Regions from separate parts of the Sus scrofa genome. Here region 2 is linked to region 1. A link is a contact called in public HiChIP or PLAC-seq data. All regions are on one chromosome and are shown on one strand. Each heading gives the region's core, a stretch centred on a gene start, on an enhancer-like site or on the middle of the called end of the contact. The rest is flanking DNA. Distances are from core to core; before and after follow the strand shown. Region 1 holds the start of DLAT (dihydrolipoamide S-acetyltransferase). Region 2 holds the start of SDHD (succinate dehydrogenase complex subunit D).

The links. HiChIP or PLAC-seq counts read pairs in DNA pulled down with a chosen protein or histone mark.
Region 2: an H3K27ac HiChIP or PLAC-seq map of alveolar macrophages shows a contact between it and region 1. The contact joins the promoter of SDHD here to the promoter of DLAT in region 1. A contact is called at or near these places in 1 of 47 Hi-C or Micro-C datasets (epiblast stem cells) and 1 of 2 datasets of contacts at active chromatin or transcription factors (alveolar macrophages).

Annotation. Positions count from the first base shown.
Region 1 is chr9:39,735,203-39,741,464 of Sscrofa11.1, reverse strand. DLAT (dihydrolipoamide S-acetyltransferase) reads right to left here and starts at 2,826. Exons shown (of 16, transcript NM_213994.1): 1 at 2,636-2,826; 2 at 2,629-2,634; 3 at 2,547-2,626; 4 at 1,954-2,055; 5 at 1,051-1,175; 6 at 740-893. The coding sequence starts at 2,825.
Region 2 is chr9:39,787,062-39,793,090 of Sscrofa11.1, reverse strand. It overlaps SDHD (succinate dehydrogenase complex subunit D), which reads right to left and starts at 2,437. Exons shown (of 6, transcript NM_001097516.1): 1 at 2,386-2,437. The coding sequence starts at 2,437. It overlaps TIMM8B (mitochondrial import inner membrane translocase subunit Tim8 B), which reads left to right and starts at 2,528. Exons shown (of 2, transcript XM_003129849.5): 1 at 2,528-2,710; 2 at 4,532-4,927. The coding sequence starts at 2,543. The coding sequence ends at 4,699. C9H11orf57 reads right to left here. Exons shown (of 6, transcript XM_021062781.1): 6 at 5,129-6,029.

The DNA.
Region 1 (6,262 bases), core at 1,577-4,076:
GCCATAGGTCAGCAGTTGCAGCTCCATATCAAACCCTAGTCTGGGAATTTCCACATGCCTCAGGTGTGGCCTTAAAAAAAGCAAAAAAAAATAAATAAACAAAAAGTAAATAAAAGAACTTTCCAAAGTTCACATAACCAGAAAGAACAACTAGGAATAAAAATTGTCAATCTTCACATTTAAATCTCTACTTACAGAGCTCCCTTGTGATGCAGTGGTTAAGGATCTGGCATTGCCACTGCTGCAGCTGAGGTTGCTCCTGTGGCACAGATTTGATCCTTGGCTGGGGAACTTCCACGACATAGGCACGGCCAATCCCCACCCTCACCCACCCCCAGCAAAAAAAAAAAATGTCTACTTTCAAATGATAAAAACTAGCCATGTTTGGAGTTCCTGTTGTGGCACAGCAGAAAAGAATCCAAATAGGAATCATGAGGTTGCAGGTTTGATCCCTGGCCTCAGTGGGTTAAGGATCCAGCACTGCTGTGAGCTGTGGTGAGGGTTGCAGACGTGGCTCGGATCTGGCGTTGCTGTTGCTCTGGCATAGGCCGGCACCTGAAGCTCTGATTGGACCCCCAGCCTGCGAACCTCCATATGCCACGGGTTCAGCTTGAAAAGACAAAACAAAACAAAAAAACTAGCCATGTTTAATGCCAGTTTCAGGATGTTAGAGTCATCTATGAAAAATACTGAATTAATCACAAATTTTCTAGAGCAAACACCAGAGGCTGAGCCTCACCTGCATGTGAGTGGGATATGAGCTACCAGGAGCCTGAGCAGAAGGTGTGGGTGCTGGAGCAGCAGCTGCAGGAGTCGGGGCTGGGGCTGCTTGTGGGGCAGGTGCCGCCGAAGAATCCAATGTATAATTTTTAAAGGCCTCAATGTCTTCAGGCCTAAGAAAGTGAAATAATGCGTAAGTATAAGGAGGTTATAAAGCAGATTTAGTTGTCTCAGAAGCCTTTAATTTCTCAATTCTGGGATAAAATGTTCCAGCAATCATCTAAGTTTCACAAATTACCACAAATTACTAAATTGAAAATTACTACTCACTTTTCAACAGTTATACAAATGATTGCTCCAACTGGAACATCTCTGGTACCCTCAGCAACAAGTATCTTTGCCATGTAACACTCCTCCAGGCTCTCAAATCCAACAGTAGCTTTATCAGTTTCAACCTTTTAACACAAAAGCAGGAGCTCAGGTTTGTGCTGTCAGTATGAAGCTTGCTTAAAATCATATAGTTCAGGAATTCCTGCTGTGGCACAGTGGATTAAGAAAATGTGACTGCAGAAGTTTCCTCGTGGCTCAGTGGAAACAAATCTGACTAGTATCCATGAGGATGCAGGTTTGATCCCTGGCCTAGCTCAGTGGATTAAGGATCCAGTTGCTGCGAGCTGTGGTGTAGGCCAGTGGCTACAGTCACAGACACAGTTCATATCTGGCGTTGCTGTGGCTGTGATGTAGGCCAGTGGCTACAGTTCCAATTCAACCCCTAGCCTGGGAACCTCCATATGCCACAAGTGTGGCCCTAAAGACAAAAAGAAAAAAAAAGAAAAAGAAAAAGAAGGAATCCGACGGCAGTGGCTTTGGTGGCTGCAGAGGCACAGGCTCAATCCCTAGCTCAGGAGCAGCCATTAAAAAAAGAATAAAATCAAATCATATAGTTTAACAATCATGTGAAAACAAAGCCTCCATCACAGGTTTGAAACAAGGAATTATTTAAATAAACTATAATTTTAAAAAATTTTTGAAAGAGATGAATTACTATTAAAAACATCTTAGCTGCAAATTAGTGTGGCTAGCGGCTGCTAACTCAAGCAACCAATCTTCTCTAATAAAGTTGTAAAAAAAATTTCAGTCTCTTAAGCAAAAGGGATGACACGACCCACTCTGAAAATTAATGCTCAGTTTAGCTAAGCCAGCTCCTAATTTGCATATTTTAAAACAACTTACCTCTGCAATTAGTTCACCCTCATTGATTTTGTCCCCTTCCTTTTTTTCCCAACGGGCTATGGTCCCTGCCTGCATTGTGGGGGAAAGAGAAGGCAATGGAACCTGGAAGAGAAAAAGGAGCAACATTGAATTTAAAAAGAGCTACCCAACTCTCAAACTGGTTTAACGTTCCAATGAATTCAATTTAATTTAACGCAAAGTCCGAATCCCATCACACACTCAGTACTAGGGATATAAAGAGAATTCCAGTCACCAGCTCTCCAGTAACAGATTTCCCGCTCCACAGTCCTAAGTGAATCTAACAGAGCACACACTCAGCAGACATTCCACACAGAGCCCCGGGCTTGGGGTTCTTCTTTCAAAGTAACATGTCAGGAGAGGGAAGCCTGGAGCTCTTCCATCAATGGAATAGATTAGGAGAGCGACGTTTCAGAGCTACAGCAAAGCTGGGTACTGGAGAAAGGACCGTGAGAAACAGTATACTAAGGGACAGGGGGGAGGGGGGATCACTGAGGCCTCTGAGAAAGTACCCGAAGCCAACAAGTCTGCATGAAGGACAACGGGGTCCCGCGAAGAACATGTCTGGGGCTCACCTTCTGATGCGGGGGGAGGCTATACCAGCGGCGGTTAGGAGACCCCCAAAGCTGCAGTAGGATACGATTCTGAGGTGTGGCCCACGAGCTGGCGCTCCAGCCGCAGAGTGCCCGGCTCCTGCCATACCCTCTAGTCGTGCTGCTGCAACGAGCCGGAACAGAGCCAGCCCGAGGGGCCGCGCACGGAGCTCCTGGCTCCTCCCGCAAAGCCGTCCACCGTGCCCCGAATCCTGCCCTTGGGGCTGCATTCTGGGCCCGTCGCGCACACACGCGCCACATAGTGCCACCGACCCCACACCCCAAAACCAACGCCGTCTCCGGAGTGACCTCTCCAAGAAGCGCGCGGCGTTGCCGTCAGCCGCGCCGCCCAGCCGCACGTTGTCGTAAAATGGGCTTCAAAGGTTCACCCAACCCCCTCCGCGGTCCAGAAATGTGTGAAACCTACCCTCTTCTCCAGGGAATGGGGTAAAGGGTGGCCGAGAGCTGATTGGGGCGGCTACACTGAAACTACGAGGGACAAGGACATTCCAGCGGAGCCCACGCAGGCCGAGTTTGGAAAGATTAATTTGGAGAGAAGCGGAAGGTGGTAGGGTCGTAGTGGTGGCGGCATTTCGCAGAATGGGACCCAAGCGCAGTGAAGGGCCTGGCCGAAAGGGAAAGGCCGAAAAAGGAGACACCCCACTGATACAGGGAAAGGGGCCTGAAGTGGGCTGAGGGGCGTGGCCCCGACTTGAGGGAAAAATGAGAAGAGGACCTGTTGGGCGCCGAGAGCTGGCAGCTGAGGGGCGGGGTCCAGGCGCTCCTGCGTTGACACTAGGCAGGGATGCCCTATAGGCATCTCGGTGCTCCCGCAATGCCCTCTGCACACCCAAGGGCCACTAGGTATGGGGTCTTGCTCTGCGCAGGCTGTGCTGAGTTACAAAGGTTTTTTTGTTCTTTTGGTTCTGGTTTTTTTTTTTTTTTTTTTTTTTTTTTGTCTTTTTTGTTGTTGTTGTTGCTATTTCTTGGGCCGCTCCCGCGGCATATGGAGGTTCCCAGGCCAGGGGTTGAATCGGAGCTGTAGCCACCGGCCTACGCCAGAGCCACAGCAACGCTGGATCCGAGCCGCGTCTGCGACCTACACCACAGCTCACGGCAACGCCGGATCGTTAACCCACTGAGCAAGGGCAGGGACCGAACCCGCAACCTCATGGTTCCTAGTCGGATTCGTTAACCACTGCGCCACGACGGGAACTCCCTGGTTTTTGTCTTTTTAGGGCCGCGCCTGAGGCACATGGAGGTTCCCAGGCTAGGGCCAGAATCAGAGCTGCAGCCGCCGGCCTACACCACAGCTGCAACTCCAGATCTGAGCCTCATTGCCACCTAAGCCACAACTAAGCGGCAACGCTGGATCCTTAACCCACTGAGCGAGGCCAGGGATCAAACCTGGGCCCTCATGGATGCTAGTCAGATTAGTTTTTGCTGAGCCAGGAGGGGAACTCCTGGGTTACAAAGATTTAATTTTAGACCTCTAACACAACAGGAAACTGGGTTGAACAGTTTTTCCAGCCAGTGTGTGAAAGGCAGGCGAGAGGAAGATACATTCCCACATTCAGGAGTACTGTAGCAGGATTAGACATATTTGTATGAAGATACAGGTTTACCAAACAGACTTGAGATTCTGGTTTGCCATAAAATTCCTTCTACCTACTTTTGTTAGGTACACTTCTACTGTAGGGTTATCACCCTATAATTAGAAAATATCTCATTTCTGAGCTGGGGGTGGCATTAGACCAGAAGGGAAGCACATACTGCATTTATAATTCCCAAGTCTTCAGTGAACAGATGGTTAGAGAACATCAAGAACACAAGATAGAGGAAAAACCAACAGTTGAAAACATGTTCAACTTTGCTAGTAATTAAGCATTTGAAAAAATAAGATAGCCAAGAGATAATAATAATAATATTAATAATAATATTTCATGCCTATTTAAATTGGAAACTTGAAAAAACTCTAAAATCTCGGAGTTCCCATTGAGGCTCAATGGGTTATGAACTCAGCTAGTATCCATGAGGATGCAGGTTCAATCCCTGGCCTCCTCAGTGGGTTAAGGATCTGTCATTGCAGCTCCAATTCGACTCCTAGCCTGGGAACTTCCTTATGCTGCAGGTTCGGCCCTAAAAAAAAAAAGTCTAAAATGTCACTGTTAATGAGACTGAAGAGAAGGAGATGCACTCATTGGGGGCACTGAATATTGGTTGTTTTTAGAGATGGCAATCTAGTAGAAAATAAGAATCGGGGGAAATATTTACATCCTTCTTCAAAATTGTAGTCTAATATCCTTACGGCATCCAAAACAAAGTAAAAAAAAGTTTTAGTATCTTTATAACAAAAGTAGTTGGAAAAATGCAACTATTCAAAAAGGAGAGAAAGATTAAGCTCAGTTGGCTAACAGAATAGTATGTAGGCAATACAACTGAGGAAATTCCCAGATTAAATGGAAAGGCAGGAGTTCCCATTTGTGACACAGTGGAAATGAATTCAACTAGTATCCATGAGGATGTGAGTTCCAACCCTGGCCTTGCTCAGTGGGTTGGGGATCCAGTGTTGCAGTGAGCTATGGTATAGATCACAGATGAGGCTTGGGTTCTGCATTGCTGTGGCTGTGGAGTAGGCTGGCAGCTATAGCTCCAACTGGACCCCTTGCCTGGAAACTTCCATATGCCACAGGTGTGGCCCTAATAGGCAAAAAAAAAAAAAAGCAAATTTGAAATAATAATGAGTAGAGCAACTGTATTGTTAAATTGTTGCAATTATGTTAAACTACTTATAAATAAGGGAAGAAGCAATGGAAGAATTGTTATTAGTGAAAGTGCTTATATTGTAACTATAGTTACAAAAATTTATAGGTGTTCCTGTTGTGGCGCAGTACAAATGAATCTGACTAGTAACCATGAAGTTTCGGGTTCGATCCCTGTCCTCGCTCAGTGGGTTAGGGATCCAGGTGGTTTAGGTCACAGATGTGTTGCTGTGGCTCTGATTCAACCCCTAGCCTGGGAACCTCCATATGCCTTGGGTGCGGCCCTGAAAAGCAAAAAATATATGTGTGTGTGTGTGTGTTTTAACAATTTTGAATTGGCTAAGATATTTTACTATAGTATTTCTGCATTTGAATTTAATAACATGATCTAAATTAGCCTTTTTATGAGATGATCTTCAGTTTGCTGTTCAGTTACTTAGGTAGCCTTGCTTAAACCTTGTTTTGCATTTTTCAGTGCATAGCAAGTTTGCATTTTGAATGTATTTTTGACAGGTATAGCTAAATCATGGGAGGGCAGAGTCCAGGAGTGTTAAGTTTACCCCAGAAGTAGGCTAAAAATACTTGGGTTTGTCAAATCAGTCCTGAGACTTGTAGGATATTACTGATATAGAATGGATTAGTTGGAAAGAGGAATTAGTTTGTAGTGAAAGATATATATTTAATTTTAACACAATGATGGAATAACCCAATTAAAATGGCTTGTGATTAATAGTTGAAAATGTGTAATTGGAAGTCAAATGAAAGCACCCAGGGCTAAAGATTTAGATAAAACACTTAAAGTGATAAAACTTATTAAACACTTAAAGCGATAAATAAAAGCTATGTAAGTTTTGGGAAGGCATCTTTCAAATCAGTTTGGAAGTTCTAGCTTTTTTAAATACACATTTCTGAAAGTTAATGTTTCTTGCTTTTGCA
Region 2 (6,029 bases), core at 1,188-3,687, 52 kb before region 1:
TTTACATGGTCCACAAACTCACCATGGCAAAAACTAAAATCGCAGGAGTTCCCTTCGTGGCTAAGCAGTTAACAAATCCGACTAGGATCCATGAAGATGCGGGTTCAATCCTTGGTTTGAGCCTTGTTCAATGGGTTAAGGAAGGATCTGGGGCTGCTCTGAGTTGTGGTGTAGGTTGCAGACGCAGCTCAGATCCTGAATTGCTGTAGCTGTGGTTTGGGCCGATAGCTGTAGCTCCAACTCCACCCTTGGCCTGGGAACGTCCATATGCCACAAGTATGGCCCTAAAAACCAAAAACCAAAACAAACAAAAAACCCCTAAAATCACCATTCAATTCACTGTCTCATTTAAACTTGTCTCCTATTTGCATGTTTCCCACTTAACTTCCCGACATTCCAACCTTTCTTTAACCTAACCCAGACATTTGGAAGTCATATAGGCCTTTCCCTCTAAAACTCAGTCAACTGCCAAATCATATGATGTATCTCTTTAACATTCCTTAAGACAGTCTTCTCTAAAGGAACTACTTTACAAGTTCAGGACCTCACCATCCTTGCCTGGACTACTGTACAGTGTCTTATCTGGTGTCCCTGAGTTATGTCTAAGCCTGCCTCATCTCCCATGACGGTCATCTTCCACATTGTTACCAAAGTGGTCAATCTAAACTGCAAATCTAGGAGTTCCCATTGTGGCTCAGTGGCTAACGAACCCGACTATCATCCACAAGGACGAGGGTTCAATCCCTGACCTCACTCAGTGGGTTAAGGATCCGGTGTTGCTGTGAGGTATGGTGAAGGTCACAGACGGGCTTGGATCCCGAGTTGCTGTGACTCTGGCATAGGCTGGTGGCTACAGCTCTAATTGGACCCCTAGACTGGGAACCTCCATATGCCGCAGGTGTGGCCCTTTTAAAAAGACCCCTCCCCCAAAAAAAACCCTGCAAATATATAGGTCAAATCTTTCAGTGGCAACCCTTCATACAAAGTAAAATGCATACTTTTTTTTTTTTTTTTAGGGCCACACTTGTAGCATATGTAAGTTCCCAGACTAGGGGTCGAATCGGAGCTGTAGCTGCTGGCCACAGCCACGCCAGATCCAAGCCATGTCTATGACCTACACCACAGCTCATGGCAACACCGGATCCTTAACCCACCGTCAAGGCCAGGGATCAAACCCGAGTCCTCATGGATACCAGCCAGGTTTGTAACCCGCTGAATCCCAATTGGAACTCCCAAAATGCATACTTCTTATCAAGGTAAGTTCTTCTGTGATTTTATTTCAATTCACCTTTCCAGAACCATGCCATTCATCACCCTGAGCTTCACATTCTAATACCCAATTTGTCTTCTCTCATAACAAGCAGTTTCTATATATATCTTCCTCATTGCTTTTGCTCATCCCAGTAGCTCTAACTATAATACCCTGTGCCCTTTTTCCTGTGCCTTTCCTCACTTTCAAGACTCAAATCAGGGAGTTCCTGTCGTGGCTCAGCAGAAACGAATCTGACTAGCATCCATGGGGATGCAGGTTCGATCCCTGGCTTTGCTCAGCGGGTTAAGGATCCAGTGTGTGGTGTAGGTTGCACGCTCGGCTCAGATCCTGCATTGCTGTGGCTGTGGTATAGGCCAGCAACTACAGCTCTGATTCCACCCCTTGCCTGGGAACTTCCATATGCCACTGATGTGGCCCTAAAATGAAACACACACACACACACACACACACACACACACACACAAAACTCAAATCAACCCATCTCCTTCAGGAACCGAGGCAAGAAAATTCTTCTAAAACACAAGGCCAATACATTCTTCCTCTGGACTAGCAACCAGTTTACATAAAGCACAATAGTTTTTGCTTTATGTTAAATTATTTTTACACGTTATTTTCCCTATAAAAATGAAAACTCTTTGAGAGCTGGAATTGTGTTATTCACATTTGTATGCCAACCATACTACAATGCCTGGTCTAACACAAATGCCCACTTCAATAATTATCAAAATGAACTCCAGGGGAAAAGGGCAAGACTTAGACTGGAACTTAGATCCCGGCACTCTTCCGATTCTGGGTGGGAGCATTCTCAAGACAGTAAGTCGGGAGAAAAAGAGAACTCTTATGAATACCCTGAGCAGGACTTCAACTTTCAGAAGGAACTCTCTTTCAGATTATCCCATCACGGCGCCAGCCCAGAGCAGGGGAGATATGCACTCAGGTGAACACCTGGGTCCACAGCTGGTCTTTGCTGTAGTTTCGGCAGGAGCCAGAACAGCCAAAGGAGAAGGGATCCCCTGCTCCAGAGATCTCATCGCCCAGTAGACGAATCCTCACCGCATCCTTTCCCCGGCAGGAGACTGCTCTAAGAACCTCCGGCTGCCCAGATCCCTCACCTCCTCCTCCTCGGGCACCGCAAAGAACACTGAGCCTCCAGAGAGTCGCCATGTCTTTCCTGAAGGCTCAAGGTCATCCCGCAACCCGGAAGCAGTCACACGACAACATCCACCCAGTGACGACAAAAGAAAACGACCAAAGAAAAGAAAAGCGCCGATGAACCGGAAGTCGGGGGTCGGCACGCGCCCGCTGCACCGGCGCACACAGATCCGACGAAAGGTCGCGAGGCTGACGCGGAAGATGGCGGAGCTGGGTGAGGCGGACGAGGCCGAGTTGCAGCGCCTGGTGGCGGCCGAACAGCAGAAGGCGCAGTTCACTGCACAGGTTTGGGGACGGGAACCAGTGTGAGAAGGAAGGCGGGTCAGGTCAGGTCCCCGGCACCCGCGGAGTTCCGAACGCTGGCGGCGCGAAGCGGCCGCCCGAGGCTCCGTCCTTGCAGCGCCGGGTTTCCTTCACCAAAGTAACGAGTCAATCCTGCCACTGGTGACCCATAGTGTTCAGTTGCCCGCTAAGCACACCTAGCGTGGGGGGAAGAAAATTTCCGGCGAGGCAAGTACACGGGAGCTTAGTTTGGACGCGGTCTATCTAGGCTGGCATTCGGAAGATTCGGGTTATAATCCTGTCTGCTCTTTACAGGGCCCGTGCCCGTAGACAAAACACTCATCCACCGTAGGACTTGATTTCGCAGTCGCCGGCTGCCTCACTGTTGATGGTGAGGCTCATATGCCGTAATGAATTTGAAAACGAAGCAGTAGAGAATTATTAGAAAAAGGTGGGCTCTGAAGTCGTCACTCTAGACTATTTAGAACCAGAGCTTTGTAGCCCCTTAGGCATGTTTCAGACCCTGGCGTGGTCCTTTACTGGCTGCATGGCTTTGGTTCAGTTAGTTAACCGCGCCTCTTAAATGGAGGTGAAAGTCGTCTTTTAGGACCGCAGAAGGGATTGACTGAATGTTTAGTTCCCAGCCTCCCAAAATAGTTAAATGGCCCTCTGTAAATTGTTATTCCTCTTTTTGGGGAGGAGTGGGGTGGTGGGAAGGGGAGGGTTCACGGTAGTAGTGAGAACCCTCGTTAGAAATCTCTGGCTCCTGGCTGTCCCTGGTGGCCTAGCGGTTAGGGATTCGGTTGTGACTCGGGTTCGATTCCTGGCCCAGGAGAGCTTCCGTATGTCGCAGGAGTGGCAAAAAAAGTCTGGGTCGTGAACATTGTGAACATGCACACATGTTCTGTGCCTGTTTGTGCATTTTTCCGTAGATTAGATCCATAACCTTTATCGGATTCTCAAATATGTCCATGAGCCCCCACCCCACCTCCACGTAAAAAAAAAAAAAAAAATAGTAACTACTAGAAATAGTTTTGGAATGAGATAGGTGCAGTGGTTTGGGAGAGTTAATTGGTTCCATACTTCACCATTTTTCACTGGGGCTAGTTTAAGAATATAAAAGGTGGAGTTCCTATAGTGGCTCAGTGGTTAATGAATCCGACTAGGAACCATGAGGTTGCGGGTTCTATCCCTGGCCTTGCTCAGTGGGTTGAGGATCTGGCGTGGCCATGAGCTGTGATGTAGGTTGCAGACATGGCTCAGATGCCATGTTGTTGTGGCTCTGGTGTAGGCTGGCAGCTACAGCTCCAATTAGACCCCTAGCCTGGGAACGTCCATGTGCCACGGGTTCAGCCCTAAAAAAGACCACCCTAAAATTTTAAAGACGTATATATATAAAAGATATTGATCCTGCCTGAAATTTTGCAAATGGGGACTGGATACAATTAGAAAATTTAAAAAATCTTTAGGGAGGGCATTCCGGCAGTATGAAGAGTAATGTTGAGTATGTGTGTGGACCCCCATCAGTATGGAGTGGGGTTAAATAATATGCCCTGAGTGGCTGACAGAAATTGATGCATTTGGCCAATACTGGAGTGACTTAATGGAAAATACTTCTTTAATTACCAAGGAGGAGAAAAATAGAAAAGGAGAGGGTAAAAGGATTGTTGCAATGTAGGGATGAGGATCTGGACCATACTGGTGACAAATTAGGAAGTGAGGAAAGAAAGAATGATTTAATCGGGTGACAGAAGATGAAATTAGAAAATTAGCAGTTTGGCCTGTCTGCAGACCCCAGTGGTTACTGTTATTCTTTCTTCTTAGGTGCATCACTTCATGGAGCTATGTTGGGATAAATGTGTGGAGAAGCCGGGGAATCGCCTAGACTCTCGCACTGAAAATTGTCTCTCTAGCTGCGTGGACCGCTTCATTGACACCACTCTTGCTATCACCAGTCGGTTTGCCCAGATTGTACAGAAAGGAGGGCAGTAGGCCATCCCCTGAGAGAATGACAGAAGCAGCAAAGGACTTATTTTTAAGCAGATTGAAGAACCAGTGGGGAAAGACTGTCAACCTTTTGTCAACTTCAGGCTATTACCAAGCCTGTTGGTGCTAAAAAGTAACAGATCGAATGTTCAAAAAGTGAGATTTATTTATTTGGAATTCAGAAATTCCACCTTGTATCACAACAAGTTATTCAATAAATGTGAGTTCTCCAACTTTTTTTTTTTAATCTCATTTTAGGATTTAATACATAGATCTGATTGGCAGGAACACTAGAAATAACTATGTTCCAAGGCCAGTAGTGCAAATGGGAGAGCTTACGTTTTGAAGAGCCACCCTAAGCCATATTTAAGGGGACTAGAAGAACCATCAAATCCTTAGCCTAAGGAAAGGAAGAAAATATGGGGTTGAGAAAGGTGAGGAACAGAAAACAGCTTTATTGCTTATACATGACCAAGAAAAGGTAAATGGGGGCGGGGGAGGGGCAAAAAACAGACAAGATGTGTATTCACTGGGAAAGAGGCCTGCTAGTGTGAGAGGAAGGGAAGGTCAAGACCCAACAACCAACTTCCAAGAGATGCCTTTGTTCTACTGGCCCATCTTCCTGAGTCTGTGCAGAGAATCACTACTTTTATAGCACAGAAACCATGCTAAAAAACAAAACCCATGCTGAAAACTCCTTTCCACAAAGATCTCACTTGCTCTAATAACAAAACAATTGCTTCAGGTTTAAGAGGTAGTAATTACAGACTGTTCTTCCCTCCTTGAGCCCCTGCTAATCCCAAAAATATAACACCATAGAATATCAACAATTGAGTATTGATTACTGAAGTATTAATGTTTCAAATAAATATCCCAAAAGGTAGCACCTGCTTATAATCAAGGGGGTAGGGAACCTCTGGCCAACCATGTATTTTATGACTAAGTATTTTATTAGAAATCTGTTCTGTAAAGAGAATAAATTTAATAGTTCAGAACTACAAAATATCATTTCATGAAATGCTATCAGTTATATTCTGTTGCTGGTGTCTTACCCTATCATGCTAACATCAAGTATTTGTCTATTACTCATGGGGAAGGTCAGGGAGGTTGACTTACCTTCAGACCTCATAACCAACCAATGAGTGGCAGAACCAAGAACAAAAAGTCTACTGTTTTTAAACTTTGAAACTCCTCCCATGAAGTGATAACCAGGAAAAAACAATGTTACTTGATACTCCATTATGAAAACATTCACTTGTATTCTGCCAGCCTTCTAGTAATATTTTGGCTTCTTAAGAATTAACATAGTAGGGATCACAGTATACAGCAAAGGGAA